Regions from separate parts of the Mus musculus genome. Here region 1 is linked to region 2. The links are chromatin contacts, called in public HiChIP or PLAC-seq maps. All regions are on one chromosome and are shown on one strand. Each heading gives the region's core, a stretch centred on a gene start, on an enhancer-like site or on the middle of the called end of the contact. The rest is flanking DNA. Distances are from core to core; before and after follow the strand shown.

Region 1 (7,399 bases), core at 346-2,845, 230 kb before region 2:
ACTGGGCGCCTTCCAAGAGGAGGGAGCCTGTAGGGGACGACACCTTCTGTGCCCCTCAGAGGGATGCTGGTGTGAGGTGTTTTCCTGCACACTCCTGCATAGGGAATACTTCCCCAAGGTTTCATACAGCCCAATTCCAGTGCTTCTCAGACCAAGTCTGCTGTGGCTCCTGACAGGAGGCAGAGACAACACATTGAATTCACTGAAAGATCCTTCTCTAAACCTAGTCATTCTTGGTGTGTCTTCTGACTTCAGGCAACTGAACTAACCTCGCTGGGCCTCAGTTTCCTCCTGTGAAAAATGGGAGCAGTGATGCCTTCCTGGTAAGATGAGATTAAGACACAGGAGTTTTAAGTTCCTCATCTAACAATCACAGCAGGCCACACCCTGAGTGGGGCTTTGGAGGTACAGCAGTGACCCCCATGGCTCCTGTCCTCCAAGCTCCTCATATAACCAGGACAGACCTGAAGTACAAAGCTGTCTACTCACCCATGTGGTAAGAAAGACCAGAGTGATAAAAGCTCACTTAGTAGAGTGCTCGCCCAGTGTGCACAGAGCTGTGTTCCATCCCAGCGCCCTATAAGACAGGTCATTGTGGTGCTCACTGTGAATCCAGCACTTGGGAGGAAGAGCATCAGAGGGCAAGTTGGAGGCTAGCCTGGGCTACATGGAACCCTGTCTGGACATGGGGGAGCAGTAACCAGGGTGGAGGGAAAGGCTGTATAGAGGCTTGCCCAGAGGCAGAAAGCAGTCCTCTGACAGGCAAAAGTTTACAGCGCACAGTCAGTTGTGGAACTGCAACTAGGAGAAAGCAGCTGCCCGCCCAGCTCTGACCTCACAGAGCACAGAGGTGCCTCAGGTGGCCACATGCTGCTGGAACAAAGCCTTAGCCACAGGAGGCTGTTGTCATCCGGGCAGAGGGAACACGACAGGTGTCCTGAAGCATTAGCAACTGCCACTATTAATAAAGGTGTCACCGCAGCCACAGGATAAGCAGAGCATGGCAGGTCCTACTGGTAGGACCTGGGCATTCCTGCCTCTACCCCAGGAACCGCTCTGGTCAGGAGACCTCCTTCCTACAGCCCACCTTCCCACTTCCGCTCATGCCCTCCAGATCCCCTCCCCCAGCCCATGGTTGGTGACACACCAGGCTGACCGCCATTCACAGCTCAGGCACTCCTGGTCAGTCACGGTTGGGAATGTCACAGCCTGTGGAGCCCAGAACAGGATTGGGGAAAGGGTGATGAGGGATCCCTAATGAGACCCATCTCCCCCAAAGAAGGGTGCAATGCCCTACTGAGAGGATAACTAGCTGAACTGGCAGGGACCATGCTGGAGTGAAGTAGCCCCGCCTTCAGCTAGCCCCTCCCACTCCTCCCCTCCCGATCCATGCAGCGACCCTGCTCCAGAAACCCATCGGCAGACGCTGAGGTCTAGCTCCAGCAGAGACCCTGGAAAGTTCTGGCCATGAATTCCCGGGCGTCAGGCCAGGAGGACTGAAATACATAACAGCTCTAAGCAAATATGCTCTAGTGCTGCTTCTGGAGCTGGCCCTTTAAGAGCCAGGGTAGGGGCGTGGCCCTGATCTCCAAGGAGGAGGCACCCCAGTGACTCACCGCTGAGCTAGTGGTTCCGAGGTACTGGAGGACCCCAAACTGGCTGGGCAGGAGGGTGGCTGCTGTCAGTCACCCGTCAAAGTGACAGGTGCAGATGGGCAGATAGAAGCTTGCAGCACCAAGTCAGGCTGTGACCTTGACCACTGCACTCGCTGCTGCCTTCATCTTCTAGGTCTATAGAGTATTCCCAGCCACTTACGGCCTGTTTCCCAAGCCGCTTCTCTGTGGGGGCTGGGAGAGGACACGGACTTCAGGGGGTTAGCCACTGCACACCAATCTCGGCAGGCACCTACTGGAACAGATGCCTCCTGTCCTTCGTGGACGTGAACCTGAAGCTTAGGAAGCTAGCGTGCGCTTGCCCAGTGCGCACAAGGTCCTAGAATAGGTCCCAGCGCCTCACAGACCAGGAGTGGTAGTGCCACTGCTGAAGGTGGAGGCATGAGGTTCAAGGCTATCCTCAGCTACACAGGGAGTTTGAAGCCAACCTGGGCTACATGAGATGCTGTCAAGAAAAGAAGGAAGGAGAGAGGGGAGAAGGGAAGGAAGGACAGAGGAAAGGGGGCTGGGGAGATGGCCCAATGGGTAAAATGTCTGCTCTGAAATGATGAGGGACTGAGTTGAGATCCCCAGCATCCCAGGACAGAGTGTGGTGGGTGGGAGGGGGGAGAAGAGGCAGGGACCCTTGGCCAGTCTAGCCAATGGTGAGCTCCAGGCTCAGTGACAGATCTGTTCAAGAAATCAGGTAGAAAGCAGTTGAGAAAACACCCAGCCTGTGTCTATGTCTTCCATATGTGTATGCATGCACGTGTGAGCGCACACACTCGCACACACACACACACACACACACACACACACACACATATACATGAATGCATGTATTGATGCATGTGTGCACTCATAGCTAGGCCTATCTCTAACCTGGCAGCTCTCCTCCTTTCCTGTCCAGCTTAGCATGCTTGGTGGGCCCAGCACAGGACTGCTGTCACCAGCATCATCTTCCTCCTAGACCACGTCCAGGACACAGGTCCTGAGAGTAACCCTGTCCTGACACTGGTATCAGGCGAAGCTGCTGGCCCAAATCTCCTCTACCCTGACCTCCTCCTGCCTCCATCAGGGAAGGAGTACACAAGATGCTAAGCTGACATGCCACTTAAGCCCTCCCACAGGTGCCTATGCTGCATACATACGTCCCCCATTGTACCAACAGCTTGTCTTGACATTTAAACTGGCCTCACTTCTGTTTCTCCACCACATTATGGATGCCGTATAAGCCAGAGAACCAACAGTCCATGTTCCCTTGTGTCAGTACCACAGGGTAAACTGAGGCAGGTAGCCTAAAACCACTTTCTCAACCAGGAAATGAGAACTAAAGGGGCAGCCAGAGGAACCCTTTAGCCAGTTGGGGCTCCCCTGGACTCTCTGTTTCTCTCCCAAAGCTGCAGGGCATCCTTCCCAGAATGCCCTAGGGCACTGTCAGAGCTGCCCTCAGCTTCTCCAGTCCAGGGAGACAGGCATCCCAGCCAGAGCCCCTAAAGCAGGAGCCTCTATATTGTGATGGCTGCTGCTACTTATAATTAAGATCATGTTCCTCTTGAGCCCAGCAAGGGCCCCATGACAAGCAGTGTGAAGACAATGGTCACCCTGCCTGGTTGGATGTGTAGACTACAGAGCTCCAGAGGGTTCAGGGACCATGGCAAGAGGCCCAGTGCCCAGGAGCGCAGGCTTCGAGCAGCCCAGCTCCCTGTTTGCACAGTGCACACCATGTATTTTTGAACAGAAGGAAAGCATTCGCCTCCCCCCACAGTGCCAAAAATAGCCCCGTCTCCTGCTCTGAAGGGAAGCTTTGGTTCCTACCAAGAGGCAGGTGCGGGAGGGCAGGAAGGAGGGATGAGGGCTGCCACCTCAGACCCAACCTGTCCCCCCTGCAAGCCACAGAAATTGACAGAAGACCCCCGACTCAGGAGTCCTAGAAAAAGGGATCAAGTTTAATGCCAGGTAGAGAAGCAGGCTCAGGATGGGTTAGAAGAAGCCTGGAGCATCCATTAGCTATTTACTTCTGTCCTGGCTTTCCTATTCATCTTGACAAATGTGTTTGGGGTGCCAGTGGGGAGTAGGGATGGGGGTGAGGCTGGGGAGCAGACCAGAGCAGGGAGCCCTGCAGAGAGCCCCAGCTTCAGCCTCACAGCCCACAGCTGAGTGTGTAGGGGGGGAAGAGGGTTATACACATTGCCTCTACCGCATCCAAGAGACACTGGCAGGGAGCCGCCTCTGGGTGGCGTGTAGTCAGCCTTCTCTGAGCATCCGGAGTTCAGAGTTCAGCCACCCACGCTGTAGCGAGCCTGCAAGGGGTGTGGCTCTCTCCACGGATGTGTGAAGCAGTAAGAGAGAGAGAGGCAGGCCCCTCGCCAGTGTTTCTCACACTTGCTTTGCTTGCTCTGTCTAACCCTCTGGGCAGGTTCCCTCACTTTGCCCATTTTACAGATAGCTCCCGGGCTAGTGTGTATGTTGGGGGGCAAGCTGACATGCCAGAAGGGAGTCGGGAGGATTTGAAGCTAGCCTTGGGGGCAGGAAGTCCCTGAGCTGCAGTTCCCCGAGGCAGACGACAGCAGACAGGCCTCAGGACTCCATGCCCCTCCCTCCCTGAGATGCTCAGAGGAGGCTGAGGGGCCAAGGAAGTAATTACAGGGCCTGTGTGTACTTCCAAGTCAGAACCGCTTTCTGGTTCCCACGGCAACTTCTTGGTTAAAATAATAATAATAAAGCTGGAAAAAGAGGCCACTGTTTGTCCCCAAAAGGCCAGAGCTGTGGGGGACCCGGGCAGCTGTGGGGGACGCGGACAGCTGTGGCCCCAGACTAGGGTGAGAGATCAGCACCCTATGCTGAGAACTGGAGCCCAAAATAAGGAGAGGCAAGTGTGCTATTTCTGCCCGGGTTAAACATTCTTGAGAGCCACATTCCTTCACTCCCGGAATCCAGGGCACAGGGGCTCTGAGTCTACCAGTTTCCCGGCCACCTTGGAAAGCCAGGCATGCTGGAGCCAGCCCTGCAGCCTTTCCCAGGCCCCCAACCTGTGCTCCTCGGGCCAGAAGAGCTTCCCCAAGCAGAATAATTGATCTCCCCAGAGTTGATCTATATAACATCACACCAAAAGGAGAGGCAGGAAGGCAGAGACCTTCTAAGAGGGACAGCCAGACACAAGGCCCTGGCTGGACCCTAGCAGTTCCCAGGGACTGCTAGGTAACAGTGCAGACCAGGCCAAGCAAGTGAGCTCAAAGGAAAGGGCCCAGGAAGAAGGGTCTGGAAGTGGGAACAATGGAAGCCACTTTCGCCTACCCATCCCTTAACAACTCTGCTGCACATAGACCAAAAGCCACAAGATATGGTCGAAGCCTCAAGGACTCTCCATTACAGCGACTCTATATATCACCTTGTTCCTGAATCCACATCAAATCCATAAGGACTGGGTCTCCTCCTTTATCCAAAGACACATCGTACGGCAGCCAAGCTGTGTCAAACATCAGGCAGGGGCACAGCAGTCTAGGGCACGCTGGGTGCCACGTCACCCTTGCACATCTCATCCCCAGCCCCAGCCTACCATCAGAGCAGGAACAGGGGTCTGGGGAGACAGCTCAGCCACTATAGTGTCTGCTATAGGATCTGACAGCCACACCTGTGTAAAATCCAGGTGTGGCAAAGCTTTCGACTGCAGCTGAGGAGACAGGCAGGCAGGCAGGCAGGACATAGAGCTCTCTGGCCAGCCTGCCTAGCCAATCAGCAAAGCTCCCAGCTCAGTGAGAGACTCTGACTCAAGAGAAAAGGTGGAGAGCAAAGAGGAAGACCTGATCTCCAGCCTCCACACACAGGTACCCACACTAAGCACACACAAGTGTGCATACACACAAACAGGGGTAGTGCACACACGGTGAAGCTGGGAGTCCTACACCATGGGGGCCCTTCACGAGATCCCAGAGCTAGGCACACTGCCTTCAGCTGTCTCCCTTGGGTTAGGTGGAGGTTGAGCAAGGCCTGAGGGCTGGAGACTGGGATCAACAGTTCCCTGATTACTCCTGACCACACCCACTCCATGCTTCCAATATGATCACCCATGGGGCCTTACCTCTGCCTCCTTAAGGCAGAAAGCCAAGGCAGGAGTTGCCCAAATGCCCATGGGAGGAGGCAAGATATCCTGTTCACCGCCTGGCCTCACCCCCACCCCACAAATCCAGAACACTTGGCCAGTGTCTGATAGTGAGATGGGCGCTCATGACCCTGTGCTCAGAGATCATAGGAGAGTATGCTCATGAGAGAAAGGGCATGGTTTTAGCCACATGGGGATAAGATTAGCCTGAGCCCAAGACTGCTGCTAAATGGTTAAAAGACCTTGGTATGCCCCAGACTGCCTGAGCTTCCTTCCCATGTCCTATAAAATGGGCACCAATCCCGTTCTCAGCCACAGGGGAGCTATACTATGTGACACCACACCCAGTCAATACTCAGGACACCCAGCTTTTGCCTGATACTCCAGTGCCCATTATCATTCCTCCACTCCTTCATGCCCACCAGCAACTGGCCTCTGATGGAAAGGGCAAGGGGGGTTGTTGAGAAGCAGCAGACATATTCCCCAGTTGCAGAGCTGAGACATCCTTTGGCCCATCTGGCCCTTTCCAGCCAGGTACATCTGCATTTACAACCTGCACAGAGTTACTCCCCCAACCCAGACACGATGTGTGTTCCTGCACAGACCAAGATGGCTCACCCACTCCTGACACATGCCACGACCCTGTCACACTCAGAATATGCACACGTGAGTCAGAGCTTGCACACGTGACCCTCAGCCCCTTTCCAGCCTGCACCGCCCACACAGGCTCCCCCACACCCCCACAGAGCATGCTCAGAGCATCCCACCAGTATAGGCTGAGTATTAAACACTCAGGCCCAGGGCTGGATGGGACCAGGCTCAAACTTCAGCTACATCACTTGCCAAACTGTAGCCATAGGCCAGCGTCTACCCCCAAGCTTCCCTGTCTTTATTTATGAAAGAGGGGCCACACAGAGCTGCTTTTAGATGTTCCTGAGCACCAAACACGGCCCTAAGTCACAAGGGCCATGCATCATGTGGGTCTCTCACGGCTACCAGGCTACCACAGACCAGGGGCGCTGAGAAGAGCTGATAAGTTCAATACTACACTATCTCTCTCAACTCCTAGATGGGGACATTGAGACATCAGGAGTCCAGAACAGGGCTTGGGGGTCAAGGGCATTTCCTGCTCTTTCAGAAGACCTGGGCTTGGTTCCCAGTATCCACATGGGGGAGAGGAGGCTCACACCGCTTATGGGTTCAGTTCCAAGGGGTTCAATGCCCTCTTCTGGCCTCTGCCTGCACATGCCTCACATAAGCTCACCCAGGCACACACACACACACACACACACACAAGCCGAACCTCCAATGACAGGCACAGCATGCTCCTCTCAATGGACACTGGGTTTTCTCTGGTAGAGCTACTTAGAACAAAGCATGTCAACAAAGCACTGAAGCAGAAATCTTCAGTGAAGCAGCAAAGACACGCCCACCAAAGCCCAACACAGAGAGCAAAGAAAGAAAGAAAGAAAGGAAGGAAGGAAGGAAGGAAGGAAGGAAGGAAGAAAGAAAGAAAGAAAGAAAGAAAGAAAGAAAGAAAGAAAGAAAGATAGATAGAAAGAAAGAAAGAGAGAAAGACTCCTGCAAAGAGCCTAGGGCCATCCATCCCTCAATGCTTGTAGTGCAGTATGAGGAGAGGTACTGA
Region 2 (6,888 bases), core at 2,294-4,793:
TGCACACTTACACAAAACACATACAAATCAATGTAATCCCAGCACTTGGGACCCAGATGAAGGTAGATCTGTCAGTTCAAGGCCAGCCTGGTCTACATAGTGAATTCTATGCCAGCCAGGGCTACAGAGTAAGATCTTGACTCAAAACAACAGAAAATAAGTAAATAAGGAGAGAGCTGAGCTGCCTGCAGCCTTCTTTTAGCTGAGGACCATATCTGAGGTTAGCAGCCATGCAGGAGCCGCCCCCACTTAGCCTCTTCCACACCCTGCCCTCCTGCCTCCAACACCAGTGGGCCCAGCTGCTCTTCCCCAACTCCCAGAAACTCAAAGCACTTCTCAGATTTTTAAAAAATAACGCAAAGGCACTTTCTCTCTCTCTCTCTCTCTCTCTCTGGTATCAATGATGTGCCTAACCATTGCCAAACTCCTTAGACTCCTCCAACCCTTTGCCTTACGGTGGCTTTTGACATCACTTCCTGTTTGACCATGTCTGTGATCCTGCACAGCAGGATATATTTGTATATATTGCACTTTGGAACCTAGAAGGATGCCTTACGTAGTATTGTTTTATTTGTTATTCTTCTGCCTAACCACCTTTTTGTTTTTATAACTGCTGGGGAGGCCCCTGGACTCTTGCACTGTAGCTAGGTCCCCGGCTGGCTGCTGCGCACTTGACTTTATTGTAAACCCCTGGGCTCTGAGTAAGTCGTTTGAATATAGCCATCATGATTGCATCTTTCTATTCTTATCCTAAGAGAAAAGAATATTCTTATCTGTCGCCTTCCAGTTGTGCCCTCGTATCTGCCTCTCTAATAAATATTATTATTTTTCTCAGTGCTGTGTATTTTAAGTGATTTTTCTCTTTTTTGAGAACATTATTCTCTGTAATAACACTTTCATCTCTAGTACTGAGGACTTTTCAAGCCAAATACTTTTCCCCCTTGCAAATAATTGTGCCTCTCTTTCTTACCCCTCCTGTCCTGAGGGCTTGGAGCATCTGCTTTTCTTGCATCTTGTCTCCCTCTGGCGATGGAGAGCTTTCGCATTTAGTGAGGCCCTGGGCAGCCTTAGATTCCCCTCTCATCAAAGGTTCACCTTACTACAGAGACCTGTGGTCACAACGGGAGAGAGAATTTGCCCTTTAACTTCCTCACACCATCCTGAACCAAAAAAAAAAAAAAAGATTCAGTTTGTGAAGAAGATGAGCAAGTGGGAAACCTTATTAATCTTTTTTGGTCCAGAAATGGGGCCAGCTAAACATGGGAACTAAAAGGCCAGGGCTGTTGTGCCAGAGGATGGGAGGCAGAGACATGCGGATCCTGGGTTAAGTTCATCTTCAGCCATATAGAGAATTTGAGGTCACCCTAGACTACCTGAGAGCCTGTCTCCAAACAGAAGACGTAGCCTCGAAAGCTCCCCATGGCAGAGCCACTGTGGTAACCAATTACTTAAGCCCCTCCCTTCTCCACAAGGCAAGCAGTTTGCCAGCGGCAAACCGCCTGCCTCTCTCTCACCTGCTGCTTTTCCTAACTCAGGGTTTTCTCTTCTTTCTTTTTGTGCCGCAGGTTCCTAAAGGCGTGGTGCACATGGCCAGAGTCCCCCGAGAGCCTCCCGGGAGGGAGCCATCATCGTCCAGCCCGCTTGTCCCCACAGGCCTCCAGCACCACTCAGGCTGGCTGGGCAGCCTCCAGCCCACCTGCAGGCTGGGTCCCCATATCCTGCCTCCCCTTCTCCTTCACAGCATGTTCCTGTGGCTCCGCCAGTCCCTCTGCCTGTGTACGGCACGGGTGTTTCTCTCCTGCAGCCCCCCACGGGGGCTGTCCACTTTACTCTGCTCCCTTCCCACCCAGGCCACCAAGACAGCTGGGCATGTGCCCTGTGTCCCTGCTCCTTCCGGGCTCCCAGTCCACCTGCTCATCGCCTGGCCACTCCTTGCACATCTCACACTGTGCCTTTGTCAACTGTCACCCCTGGTTTCCTGGTGACTAACAAAATTCTGACAAGGAGGGCCAGTTGTGCATCAGGTGGACTGAGCACCCAGCTGTCATCCATGCGTCTCTTGGGACTCATCGTCAGATGTGTCCTTCATGTCCAGAGGCTGCTGCCTCAGGCCTTCCCTGTCATCCAGCACTGTTACCTTCCACACTCCATTCCAGGGGATCTAGAGTAGGACTGGGGCACCCAGCCCCCATTCACCCCCACTCTTGTTATAAACCATCTACATGGCCCTAATTCATATTGGAGTCCCAAATCCAGCTTGTGGGCCAGCCCCGCTGTCTTGTCTGTGTCTACCTTCTATGAGCGCTGCCTACCTGTTTGTGGTACCCTGTGATGGAGGGCCTCACAGCCACACTAGTTACTGTAAGGCGGGCCTGCGGAGTCCCATAAGTAGCATTTGAGGACTCTCCTCTGTTCCCACCAAAGACCTTGTGCCTCTTGTAGTCCCTCCAATGGCTCTGGCCACTGCTTCTTCATCGGATCCTGTTCTCCAGAAGCCCCAGAGAATGGATGGAGCTCGCTTTTGAAGCTGTTGCCCTCCTAGAGTGGTGGAGCTTGGGGGAGTACCGAGGTGGTCCTTCGCACCTTTGAGCCACTCTCTCCTTTCCTGGTACAGAAGTACTCAAGGCTTTGGCCACAAGCCCCTGTGAAGGGTGCCCCACAAGTATGAGCTTGAGGAGGTTGGCGTCTCCCTCTGGGCAGTTGGTAGCTTAGCATCAAGTCAGAGGATGAAAGACAGGGAAGTCTTACAAAACCAGAGACAGGGACAGAGAGGGCAGGTCCTCAGGGTTGGGCCTGTGCTTTGTCCACGGTTTGTGGAAGTGCTGACATCCATGCATTGGGGCCAGTATTACAGACATTTTGTGAGGTACCACCTCAGAGCAGAGGGGAGGGTACCAAGGTGGGGGAGCAGCTGACAAGGTGGGCCTGGCTTTGGGTTTCAAGAGCAAGCAAGGATTAGCTTCAGGCTTTCTTGGCCCCGCCTCCTCCCCGTAAGGCCAAGCCCGGCACACTGCCCTCTGCCCTCTGGGACCCCTGTGAGGCTGTTCAGGACTCACATGAGGAAGACCTAGGGGACAGTATGGAAGTCTGGTACCTAAGAGTCAGGGTCTCAGCGCTGACACAGTTAGTCTGACCTGTGGCCCAGGCAGTTTCGCTCCAGCAGGTTACCAGGCATCTAACTCCAGAACCTCTGACTTTCAGCAAGTTGGGCTGACCACAGCCCCCTCCAGAGTGTTTTTTATGGGTCTGTTCACAGATCTCATTAATGCATGAAGGACAAGGAAAGACTTGCCACAAAGGTAAAATGGAGAGGCTGCCAGTCTTCTTCAGATGACCTTTAAAGCCTGCGCCTGTCCCTGTGTCCCCTCACTTCTTTTTTAATTTCCTGTACTACCTTACATCCAGAAAGGATGGTGGATGAGCGTCTTCAGGCCGTTCTCTGAGAAAGTCGGTCTGCCGTGGACATCCTGTGGAACTGTACTGGCTCTGGGGGGAAGGGAATGCAGGATTTCCCCAGAAGCTCTACACTCCCTGTCCCCAGGACCCACTGCCTGTCACCCCTAGCTGCTAGTGTGCTGAGACAAGAATGACTCACTGTAAAAGAACCTGCCCTGCAGATGACTTAGAGATGGAAATAAAAGGAACGTGACATTTACCGCTTTTTTTTTTTCTATGCAGGACGTGAAGCTGCAATGGCCCCTCCCTCTAGGCTGAGCATGCTTATCCAGGGCCCCAGCCCAAACAACACACAGGGAGGCCATTAATGCCTTCTGGTGGCATCTGTAGTGAACGTAGAATGTCCACATGAAGTTAAAAAAAAAAAGTTCCGTTCCTGCCAGTATTTTTCCCAGAAATTGCCGTTTTGTGATTCCTTTTGATTTTGTGTCTGTATAACATCCAAAATGTCTCTAATACTGGCCCCAACTTCTCTTTTAACCTGACATCAAGCACCTTTTAAATCATGCGTGTGCAAGTTCGTGTATGTGTGTGTGTGCCTCTGTATGTGTGTGTGTGTGTGTGTGCGTGTGTGTGTGTGTGTGTGTGTGTGTGTGTGCGTGCTAATTCTAAGCCTTGAGGGCAGGGCACTGTTGGGAAGGCCCTCAGAGCTGTCAGGTCTTGGTCTTGCCTGTGACTCTGGAGGTGGAATTAAAACCAAACAAAGTGCTTTCAGTAGAGAGCACTCTTACCCATGTAATTAAATGTTAGTCCTTTCAATGTTAAATAAAGTATAACTTCTAGTGTACCTGGTTCTCTGTTGTATGAAGAAATGACGCTGGGCCTGGGGAGATGGCTTAGTGGGTAAAAAGCTGAGCACAGCAGGCGCCTGCCTGAACCCTCAACACTAGGGGGTGGCAGAAGCAGGTAGAGTTCTGTGAGTTCAAGGACAGCCAGGACACCCAAGGTTACACAGTGTGACCTGCCTCAAACAACTTAAGAAAGTGACAGAGAGCAATACCCAATGATAGTGATCTGGTCTCCTATATGTGTAAGTTGATGAAACACACCCATAAAAAATTGCACACACACACATACACACTCAGGGAGGGAAGGATTCTAGTCACAGAAGCTCCCAAGGCTGATGGCTGGCCTCTGGTCTTCTCTATCACTATGTAAACTCAAGAGGAGTCACTGTACCCAGGGAAAGGCTAGGGACCTCCTCATCTATAAATGTCACTTCCACGTCCTATCACAGTGACACATTGTGTCCAGGAATGGCAGGCATGTGGGGGAAGTAGTTCTGATGGGGGTGACTCCTTGGCAAGTGAGCATTTCCTTTTTTGCCCCTCCTCCTCCAGCTGGTTGGCCTCTGCCCTCAGGGATGCCAATGTGTGTGGGGGGAGTTTAAGCAAGGAGGACATGGTCACGGTCCACTTATGCCCCTCTTCCCGATGACTAGGCTAGATCTGTAAACCAGGTCAGCACTCTTTGAGTCTAAAGGACCACATGCAGGCCTGGAGTGTTGGCACACACCCTCAATTTCAGCACTCAGAAGGCAGAGACAGGAGGATCTCTGTGAATTCCAGGCCAGCGTGACTACATGGTGAGTTTCAGGCCAGCTAGGACTACATAGTCAGACCCTGTCTTAAAGCGGGTGGGTGGCACATGCCTGATACCCACTGGCTTGCCTGTTGGAGAGCAAGGTCCCACAGCTGGCTTTGAAAGACTGTAATACTCAGGAGGTAGACACAGGAGGGCCAGGGCCAGTTCAAGGCTGGTCTGGGCTAATAAATTACCATTCATCATAGGGACAATGTGCTGGAGAGTACCAGGTGACTGTTGCTAGCAAAAGATTAATTTTGGAAAGCCATTTCCAGAATGTTCTTTGAAGACTTGGTTGTTCCTTCAGAAAGGACTTTAGATCTGAACCAGGTATCTCTTTGGCTCTGACACTCTTAACAAAGCAGGTGACATGGCTCCAAACCAGGGAGTGGGCTGTAATTGCTATCCTGGTACTGGGGTTGCAGAGACGTTCTTAATTCACAAGATCAGAACAGTCACATGCTCTTGGGCTGGGTTTCTCCAAATACCAGCTCCAAATATTCTGGAAATACCAACTGGCCCAGGCACCCTCAGCGCCCCCTTGCCCTGGCCACACCCAGGCCCCAGGCGCCTTGGTGAGAGAATGTCGACCCCTAGTGGAAGAAAGCAGAACTGAAGTAGCATCCCTAAGTGACTATGGAGGAAGCCTAAGGGGCTGGGAAATCCCTCATCTCCCCTCTTCCCCTCCAGTATCAGCTTTGTGAGACCCCAAGTCACACTCTTAACTGCTGCTGCTGGGCAGTAGAATGGCTCAGGGGATGGAGGCAGCAGAGTCTTTGTGGCTCCCAAATCAGAGAATCAAAAGAAAGGACTCTCAAATTGCTGCTATCAAACATGAGCACTGTGTTCTGAGAAAGTAGGTGGTGGCTGGGCAGTGAATGTGGCAGCTGTAACCTGGGTTTTCAGGAGTTCCAGGCCAGCCTGGGCTACATAGCAGAACCCTGTTTCTGCAAAAAAATTAAAAGGTAGACTAAGCTTGGAGGGATAGATGTCTCCTGACTCTGCCCATCACTCAAAAAGAATCCTCATTTCCCTAGTCCCTGCAGTCCTTCCCTCTGGTGTCCAAATATGGGAAGACAACCAACCAGCGCCCAGTAGCCCCTCGGTGTCATATAAGGTACCCATTAGACTCCATCTGGAACATACTCGTCCCTGTCCAGTTGGTTTTTAGTGACATCAACTAGGGACAAACTGCCTTTGTCCTTAGAACCAGGCAGGCAGGAAGGATATTTCCAGTCCTGCAGTGTCCTGCTGGACAGTGCCCCAGAAAGGGACAGCACCAGTCTGTGCGGCCTCACACACACACACACACACACACACACACACACACACACACACACACCTCTCCATGTGAGGACCTCAAGGTTAGCTGCTCTATTTTCAGGGTCCAGGTTGGTACTGGTGCATCTATACCAATTTTCTCTGCTCCATTCTCCTGGTCCCGGAGAGAGAGGAAGCCTGATGCTAAAATTCTACTGATTTCTGGCTCAGAATTAGGTAGACTCAGGATGGTTGTCTTTGCCTTGGATCTAAAGCAGAACATGGACAGAAAGTACGCGCTTGCAGTCCATGCAACTTTGTGGACAGAACCGTAGACAATTAGAAATTGCATGGGTCCCCAAGGGCCAGCCACCTGCTCTGCAGTGATGGATGGTCACCTGCTTCCACAGAGAGGCACCGTCCTTCCCAGACTCCTCCTCAAAGAACCTGCCGTAGGGCTGGAAACTGGTCCCACCTCCCAGGCCCCAGGAACTTCTTCTGTGTCTCAGCTTGGGTAAATAGCTACCGACTAGTTGAGTTGCTAGATAGGTTCACCAGAGCATCTTAAGAGCTGAGTATTTATTTCAA

What was found. HiChIP or PLAC-seq counts read pairs in DNA pulled down with a chosen protein or histone mark.
Region 1: a FOXA1 HiChIP or PLAC-seq map of pancreatic cancer cells shows a contact between it and region 2. The contact joins two enhancer-like sites. A contact is called at or near these places in 2 of 39 promoter capture datasets (the 3T3-L1 cell line and embryonic stem cells), 1 of 484 Hi-C or Micro-C datasets (embryonic stem cells), 3 of 115 datasets of contacts at active chromatin or transcription factors (bone marrow-derived macrophages, double positive thymocytes and pancreatic cancer cells) and 2 of 9 other capture datasets (adipose tissue and embryonic stem cells).

What each region holds. Positions count from the first base shown.
Region 1 is chr2:31,253,282-31,260,680 of GRCm38.p6, reverse strand. The region is part of intron 1 of Ncs1 (neuronal calcium sensor 1); the gene reads right to left. Among named protein-coding and RNA genes, the nearest start is that of Ncs1, 11 kb to the right of the region's middle. Within about 2 kb of position 1,595, at least 228 of the 459 cell types and tissues checked have an H3K27ac peak or open chromatin away from gene starts, as enhancers often do. A contact at or near this core is called in bone marrow-derived macrophages and pancreatic cancer cells, where this site is marked.
Region 2 is chr2:31,023,561-31,030,448 of GRCm38.p6, reverse strand. Fnbp1 (formin binding protein 1) reads left to right here. Exons shown (of 17, transcript NM_001177648.1): 17 at 1,566-4,243. The coding sequence ends at 1,573. Among named protein-coding and RNA genes, the nearest start is that of Gm39786, 30 kb to the right of the region's middle. Within about 2 kb of position 3,543, at least 57 of the 459 cell types and tissues checked have an H3K27ac peak or open chromatin away from gene starts, as enhancers often do. A contact at or near this core is called in bone marrow-derived macrophages and pancreatic cancer cells, where this site is marked.